Linked DNA regions of Mus musculus: region 2 is linked to region 1. Evidence: chromatin contacts called from public promoter capture Hi-C data. All regions are on one chromosome and are shown on one strand. The core of a region is the stretch at or near the end of the contact, and the rest is flanking DNA. Distances in the headings are between cores, read along the strand shown. Region 1 holds the start of Psg16 (pregnancy specific glycoprotein 16). Region 2 holds the start of Psg28 (pregnancy-specific glycoprotein 28).

Region 1 (4,509 bases), core at 622-3,121:
AAAAGAAGAACACTCCTCCATTGTTGGCAAGCTTGTACAACCACTCTGGAAATCAGTCTGGCGGCTCCTCAGAAAATTGGACATAGTACTACTTGAGGATCCTGCAATACCTCTCCTGGGCATATACCCAGAAGATGTCCCAACTGGTAAGAAGTACACATGCTCCACTATGTTCATAGCAGCCTCATTTATAATAGCTGGAAGCTGGAAAGAACCCAGATGTCCCTCAACAGAGGAATGGATACAGAAAATGTGGTACATTTACATAATGGAGTACTACTCAGCTATTAAAAACAATGAATTTATAAAATTCTTGGGCAAATGGATGTATCTGGAGGGTATCATCCTGAGTGAGGTAACCCAATCACAAAAGAAGTCACTTGATATGCACTCACTGATAAGTAGATACTAGCCCTAAAACTTAGAATACCCAAGATACAATTTGCAAAACACAAGAAAATCAAGAAGAAGGAAGACCAAAGTGGGGATACCTCGCTCCTCCCTAGAATAGGGAACAAAATACCCATGGAAGGAGTTACAGAGACAAAGTTTGGAGCTGAGACAAAAGGATGGACCATCCAGAGACTGCCCCACCTGGGGGTTCATCCCATAATCAGCCACCAAACCCAGGCACTATTGCATATGCCAGCAAGATTTTGCTGAAAGGACCCTGATATAGCTGTCTCTTGTGAGACTATGCCGGGGCCTAGCATCCATAAGTGGATGCTCACAGTCAGCTATTGGATGGATCACAGGGCCCCCAATGGAGGAGCTAGAGAAAATACCCAAGGAGCTAAAGGGGTCTGCAACCCTATAGGTGGAACAACAATATGAACTAACCAGTACCCCCAGAGCTCGTGTCTCTAGCTGCATATGTATCAGAAGATGGCCTAGCCGGCCATCATTGGGAAGAGAGGCCTCTTGGTATTGCAAACTTTTTATGCCCCAGTACAGGGGAACTCCAGGGCCAAGAAGTGGGAGTGGGTGAGTAGCGGAGCAGGGTAGGGGGGAGGATATAGGGGACTTTTGGGATAGCATTTGAAATGTAAATGAAGAAAATATCTAGTAAAAAGTTTTTTAAAAATAAAATAAAATAAACACCTCTCCTGGTAGGCCTTTACAGAGAGCGATGGCACAGAGAAGTCAAGACTAGGGAGGAAATCAAGTTATTCACACGCCTCAATCAAAATGGAGGAATTGTATGAATCGATTAGGCCTTTGCTGATCTCTTTCGCAAAGTCATCTTGGTTTTAACTGTTAGAGGATGGGAATGAAAACAGACTAACTTGAGTCAGGTGTGCGAGGCGACAGATGGCCACAGTACTCGCCTGAGAGGAGACTACCACATCCCAGACGGGATTCAAAAGTGCTAAGCGATTTGGGCTTTATTATCTAGACAGCAGTAGCAGCTGCCTGAGGCCACACGCTGAAACGCACATGCACACGCGCACGCACATGCGCACGCACGCACGCACACACACAGAAAAAAAAGCTGTGGTTTACAGATAAGCCAAATAAACAGCCACTACAGCAAAGCCCACATGCTATCTTACTTACATTTCTCCCACCCAGAGCCGCCCTTGCCCAGCGTCTCCATGCTGTATACATACCCACCAGCTGGTCACTTGCTGGTATCTAGGTCATCAGATGATTGAAGCCAGGGAGTCAACGAGCTCTTGCCCTGCTTTTTCCTGGTTTCTCTGTGTTTAAAACGGTGAAGTCGGGTGGAGCCAATAAACACTTCATAATTCCTGGACATTGACCAGAGACCACGTAGATGAGGCTGGCTTCCCACTGGTCACCCTGTCCACCCACTCTCATAATGATACTGCAAGTATCAAGACTCCCAAAATGTCCTCATTTGTAAGCGCCACCACCTATTGTACAAAAGAGCTCAGGTGCTGGAATGAGCTCGCCACCTAGTGGACACTCTGGGCTATGGCTGACACAATGCAAATAGGAGATTGGGGCATTGGTCGGCCCTGGACTGTGGAATGACTTATGACAGCAAAAACAAGAGCACCTTAAAAGCAGCCCAGTTTTCTTGTGTCTTTTATTGTGAGGAAAGGACAGTCAATGGCAAAAACAGTCCGCAGCGTTATAAAATGGTGCATCAGACAGAACCTGGAACAAGATGGAATGGGGAGGGGATGTGAGGGGGACCTTGTTAGTAATAAACAATGTCTTCAGTAGTTACTTATGTGAAGTAGAATTAGGAGTTGGCAAGATGGCCCAACAGTAAAGAATACATGTTACTCTTACAGAAAACCCTGCTTCAGTTGCCAGCATCTCCGGGGAAGCTCACAACCATCCAGAGCTCCAAGACCTCCTCCGACACTCTCTTCTGGCTTCTTCTGGGGCAGGGCACGTATGTGGTTCTTGGACACACATGCAGGAAAAACACTCATACACATAAAACAAAAATAAAAAATCTTTGAAAAATAAAAGAGTGGAATTAAAATCCCATTGTCACTTAGGCTAGGCACCAGCTTCAAGGATGAACAAAAATCAGAGCTGGGGATGTGGTTCAGTTGATGGAGCACTTAGAATAAATAGACTATTTTAAGTTAAGATCTAGTCAGAGAAGAGCCTAGCTATATGGCCAAGGTGTTGGTAAATATATTTTGAGTCTGAGTCTTATTTTAGGGAACATGGGACTGGGAGGAAGAACCATCAAACTTCTACAGGGCATAGTGGTACATGCCTGTAATCTCAGCACTTGGGAGGTGGAGGCTGGAGGATAGGGGCTTCAACATCATTCTCATCTATACAGTGAGTTGGAGGCCAGCCAGGGCTACCTTAGAGAGACCTTGTTTCAGAAATAATAATGATTCTGAGTGAAGTAACCCAGACCCAGAAAGACAAATGGCATGTGTTCTCTCACATTTGTGGGTGCTAGCTTTGAATCTTTACATATGTGTGTTTAAATTGGGGTACCCATAGGGTCAGGAAAATAGTAAGTAATAGTCTATTTATTCTAATCTACATTACCTGTGCTCAGGTCTTGTCACATCTTCTTAGGCAAGTCTCCCGTACCTGTTACTATCCCAGATCCTTTCTGCCTCCAAGATGTCGCACCTCCTATTTCCTGCCTAAGCCAGAAGCCACCAGATTTTTATTGATAAGTGCCACATCTATACAGACACAAGATATTCTCTCTACAGTGCCGTTTTCATTCCTTGATGATGCTATCTAGGGCCTCTTCCATGCTGGGAAAGTGCTCCATCAACTGAGCCACATCCCCAGGACCCAATGAGAAGACCAATCCTAAGGATAATAGGTAAAGGGCCAGCAAATATCTTCACAAAATTATACAAGGAAACTTCCCTAACCTAAAGAAAGAGGTATCCATGAAGATAAAAGAAGACTACAGAGCTCCAAATTCCTCCCGTCACATAATAATCAAAACAGCAAATGCACAAAACAAAGAAAGAATATTAAAAGCAGTAAGAGAAAAAAAGTCAAGTAACAAATAAAGGCAGGCCTATCAAAATTACACTAGATTTTTTTACCAGAGACAATGAAAGCCAGAAGATCCTGGTCAGACATCATACAGACACTAAGAGAACACAAATGTCAGCCCAGGCTACTATACCCAGCAAAACTCTCAATTACTATAGATGGAAAAACCAAGATATTCCATGACAAAGACAAATTTTCACAATATCTTTCCACAAATCCAGCCCCACAAAGGAAGATAAAAGGGAAACTCCAACACAAGGAGGTAAACTACACCCTAGAAAAAGCAATAAAATGATCTTCTTTTTAACAAACCAAAAAGAAGATGGCCACATAAACATAATTCCACCTCCTACAACAACAAAAAAAAAAAAAAAAAAAAAAAAAAACAGGAAGAAGCCATCACTTTTCCTTAATATCTCTTAATATCAAAAGACTCAATTCCCCCAATAAAAAGACATAGACTAAAAGACTGGGTGCATAAATAGGACCCAACATTTTGCTGCATACAGGAAGCCCACCTCAGTGACAAAGACAGACACTACCTCAGAGTAAAAGGCTGGGAAACAATTCTCCAAGCAAATGATCCAAAGAAGCAAGCTGTAGTAGTCACTCTAATATGGAATAAAATTGACTTTCAACCAAAAGTTATCAAAAAAGATAAGGAGGGACACTTCATACTCATCAAAGGAAAAATCTACCAAGATGAACTCTCAATTCAGAACATCTATGCTCCAAATGCAAGGGCAGCCACATTCATTAAAGACACTTTAATGAAGCTCAAAGCACACATTGCACGGCACACAATAATAATAGGAGACTTCAACACCCCGCTCTCATCCATGGACAGATCATGGAAACACAAAATAAGCAGACTCACAGTGAAACTAACAGAGTTATGAACCAAATGGATTTAGCAGATATTTATAAAACATTTAATCCGAAACAAAAGAATATACCTTCTTCTCAGCACCTCACAGTAATTTCTCCAAAATTGACCGTATAATTGGTCACAAAACAGGCCTAAACAGATACAAGAAGATTGAAATA
Region 2 (4,159 bases), core at 1,602-4,101, 1.4 Mb before region 1:
ACTGGTGTTCACCAGAGCATCTCTGAACTCAGATTAAGTGACCTTTGAAAAGTAAACCAAATGTGGATAACCTTGACTGGTGTCCTGACTCTGAGTGTACAGCTGTGTGGGGCACTGGACACCAGCACATATGATGTCTGAAGGGAGAGAGGGGGACACTCATTTTTAGAATGGGGAACTTCCTGTGGTGTCTCCCTTCAGAAAAAGAGGACTTGATCGTTTGATACAGTATCCTTGTTAGTATTATCTGAAACTTTGACACAGCCCAAAGTCACTTGGTTGAAAAGTCTACACTGAATAACTTCTTTATCATCACTGACTGTGGACATGGCTATGAGGAATTGTCTAAACTGATACAGGAGTGCCAGGGCACTGTCTGCAGCACTATCCCTAGGCAGATTGTCTTTGGTTGAATAAGAGAGCTAGCTAAGCATGAGCCAGAGAATGAGGCAGCAAATGAGCCAGCAAGCAGCATGTTTTCTGCCTTGACTTCCTGCAGGGCTACACTATGACCCAGACCTGGACAGAAAATGCATGCTCTGCTCTCCTGAACTGCTTCTGTCTACAGTGTTTTTATTACAGTAGAAGAGAGGGACCTAGAGTAGTGTACAGGGAAGAGCAGTTGGCACTTCCATTTGAATCACTGCTCTGTTCCCTGTCCTCGGTAGAAGACCCCTCAGTATCCAGTGGGCCAAGAGAAAGAAGGATTGAGACACCAGACATGGGCTAGTGAGTACATGTATACCCCCTTTCCATTACTGTCCTCTCCTTTGAGTCTGAAATGTACCATGACATCTTTCCACTGACATTTTGTGAGCAAAAGGCTCCACCCAAGGGACCCATCTTCTTCATGCACATTTCATGCAACTTTACTCCAGGACTTCCCAGGGAGAATCTGAAAGTCTGCCTAGACCCACCCCATACTAGATGGAAACAGGAGTTTTGTATAACACAGTGAGCAGGATGAAGGTTCCTGTATCCTACCTATGCTGGAGGGATCAGGGCAGGTATTATTTGATGTCTTGACCTGTTGTAGTCCTAGACATGAGACACATTTCTCCCAGAGAAGACCAGGAGTGATACAAGGTTGCACACTCAATCCTCAAGACAGTTGTTTCCCTGAGCTATGACCTTGCCTAGGAGACTGCTTTCCATTCCTGCTCCTTCTAACCTGGATCTCCCTTCCACGACCCAGCTCTGTTTCTTTTGTCTGAGAATACCCCTCTCTCTGGGGAACCTGAAAGTCTCCTCACTCCTGTAATCTCACATAGTATAAGACAGGATTTCTGATGGGGAATCACCCAGACAAAGAGCAGTGCTGACCCAGGAAGACCAGCAAGAACTGTGCTCAGCTAACACACAGCATAGCCAACCATTAATGCTGTAGGGTCACTGGGCATCTCCTTCTGTGACTCAGAATGGAGCACACAGCTGCCCAGGTGACCAGGCCATCAGATAATTGTTCTGATGGCTTATGAGACCTAACAGGAAGGTCAGGGCTCCCAGGAGAGGGACAGAGTACATAGGTCTACTTGATGATTTGAGTCCCAGAGAGTAAGTCTAAGGAATTCTCCCCTCAGACAAATGGTCAGATGCTTCTGATCTGGACAGCTGTCCTGCCCCAGTGTCAGGCCCTTTTTCATGATTAAGGCTGCCTTGTAGACACTGCATCATTTGATTCCCTCATTTTCTGTCACAGGAAAACTGAATCAGAGGGAACAACTTGTCCACATGAGCCCCACCCAGTCCACAGGTGACGTATGTGAAACACAAGTTATCTGTCTCCAGCCAAGTATCCAGTGTCTCCACCCTAGGGGCCTTCTCAAGTGTCTGTGAAGCATGGTGGAGCTGATGTTAATCTTGGCCATCACCTGCTTAAGGGAACAATTGTCCAAGGATTGAAAACAATTGTACAGTTAAATCTGACTCTAGAACTAATCCTTGTGTATCTGAAGTATTTCTGAAGAATTCCAGGACTCCAGTACCCAAGAACTAGACAGGAAGTCGTGTTTTCTTTTGTGCAGCTGTCACTCCACACTCAGACAATTGTTTCCCTGAGCTATGACCTTGCCTAGGAGACTACTTTCCATTCCTGTCCCTACTAACCTGGATCTCTCTCTCTCTCTCTCTCTCTCTCTCTCTCTCTCTCTCTCTCTCGAAAATACTCTGTTTCTTGTGTTTATGGATACCCCTCTCTCTGGTTATCCTGAAATTTCCCTCCCTCCTGGCATCTACCAAGGGGAATACAGAACCCTTGCTGCAGAAATTAACCAGACAAAGGACATAGGTGACACAGGGAGACTAGAGAGCAGTTGGGCTCAGCCAACACACAGTCCAACCAACCCATAATGCTAGAAGGTTGCCTGGAAACAGTCCATAGGTTAGGAGCCCACAGTCCTTTCCAGGACACACAGGTCACTTCTTCCCCATAACAAAGAACATTAAATTCCCCACCCAGCTGCTCTCAGTACTCTGTTTCAATTCAGGAACTTGACTGGTGACATTAATGATAAATAGCTTATCTTCATCCCCAGTCATCACAGAGCTGGTCCCTTCCAACCATCACAGACATCTTTGTCTCCTTCCTGCTGCAAAAACCCACCTTACCAGAGCTCTGAGTACACAAGACAGACTAGGAACTCAGCTGGGTCTGTGTGTCACAGGGACATGTAGGAAAGATGGAAGCTCCCTCTTTGATGCTGACAGACTCATGTCCAGGAGTCAGCAGATGTCAGCCCATGGATGAGTCATTGTTCTCTGAGGGCATGTCGATGCTTATCAGCCTTGTTGCTCAAGGTCTTTTTGGAGGAGAATCATAAAGAGAGAAAATGTGAGAAAGATGAGGTGCAGCACTGAGAGTGGAAGTGACTGAGCACTTCTATGGACTCAGACCCCACCGCACACAGCCCATAGGATTTTGGGAAGTGCTCTTGCCTGAGAGAACACTCATCTCAGAAGGAGGAAGGACAGTAGAGGCCAGGTGCCTTGCAGGAGCTGAAGGTCTTCTCCTCAGAGAAAGGCCAGTATAGTGAGAAGAGATATGGAGGTGTCATCTGAACTTTTCAGCAACGGGTGTACCTCCTGGCAGAGGGTTCTCCTAACAGGTAAATATTCCAACTATCTGATTGTGTGTTGGAAGGGAAACTCAGAAGCCCAAAGTCCTCTGATTTGAAGATGTCTAGAGAAGACTTGGTTTTCTGTTTGTAGTCATGGTGCAGAAGGTACAGTGAGGGACAGAGGCTCGGCAGCAGGAAACTCTGAGCAGACAGGAGCTGAGGAGGGAAAGAAAAGCCTCAGCTGTCCCTGTTCAAAATCAGTCACATTGGCTGCCATGGTCCGAAGACCGATGTTCCTAACCATGACAGGGTGACTCTCCAAAGATGGCCCAGTATGTGGAGACATAACAGTCTGAATTCATTCCTCAGCTCTCACAGGGTAGATGGAGATACAGGGTGCTGCAGGGTCTTTTCTGTACACAGAGGTGAGGGTCATGTACCCACCATGTGCACACCGAGACATGTGACTTCCCAAACTGGTGCATCAAATACACAATTATTAAACCACCCTTAAATATAATGATTGCCATTTATTGTAAATTTGGGAACTATGTAGATAAATCTATGGAGATATCCTTCTTTGGTTCTTTACTTTTTTCCTTCCTTCTTTCATTCCTTCTTCCTTTCTTTTTTTCTTCCTTGCATCCGCCCCTCTCTCCTTCCTTCTTTCTTTCCTTCATTAATTCTTTTATTCTTTCCTGTTTCCTTTGTCCCCTCCCCTTTTCAACCCCATTATTCTCTGAGATCTTTTCAGGAACTGACATTTCCAAAAAGATAATTACAATAATTGTCATTACAAAGGCCTTTACTTGTGGATGGGAATTCAGAGTATACAGAGGAAAAAGTCACTGGTTTAATGGAACAGAAAACAATTCAGAATGTGAGGACTGCATGGAGGAGGAGGTCAGAGAGCCACTTCTCCTGACACCAGACACTCTTTATGTGAAGAATGATGTGAGGACACCTGAGTAGAGGATTCCTCAGAGATGACATGATACCCTCTGAAGCTCTGAGGTCATGGAGGTTATGTTGCTCATCTCCATTATGTTCATACCCCTAGACATAGGCATAAGCTGAGGGATGCTGACACCTGCTCATTATTG

What was found. Promoter capture Hi-C pulls out the DNA fragments that hold promoters and counts their contacts.
Region 2: a contact with region 1 is called in a promoter capture Hi-C map of embryonic stem cells, with 5 times the contacts expected there. The contact joins the promoter of Psg28 here to the promoter of Psg16 in region 1. A contact is called at or near these places in 2 of 39 promoter capture datasets (embryonic stem cells and liver).

Annotation. Positions count from the first base shown.
Region 1 is chr7:17,071,402-17,075,910 of GRCm38.p6, reverse strand. Psg16 (pregnancy specific glycoprotein 16) reads right to left here and starts at 1,871. Exons shown (of 5, transcript NM_007676.4): 1 at 1,611-1,871.
Region 2 is chr7:18,430,747-18,434,905 of GRCm38.p6, reverse strand. It overlaps Psg28 (pregnancy-specific glycoprotein 28), which reads left to right and starts at 2,851. Exons shown (of 5, transcript NM_054063.4): 1 at 2,851-3,104. The coding sequence starts at 3,041.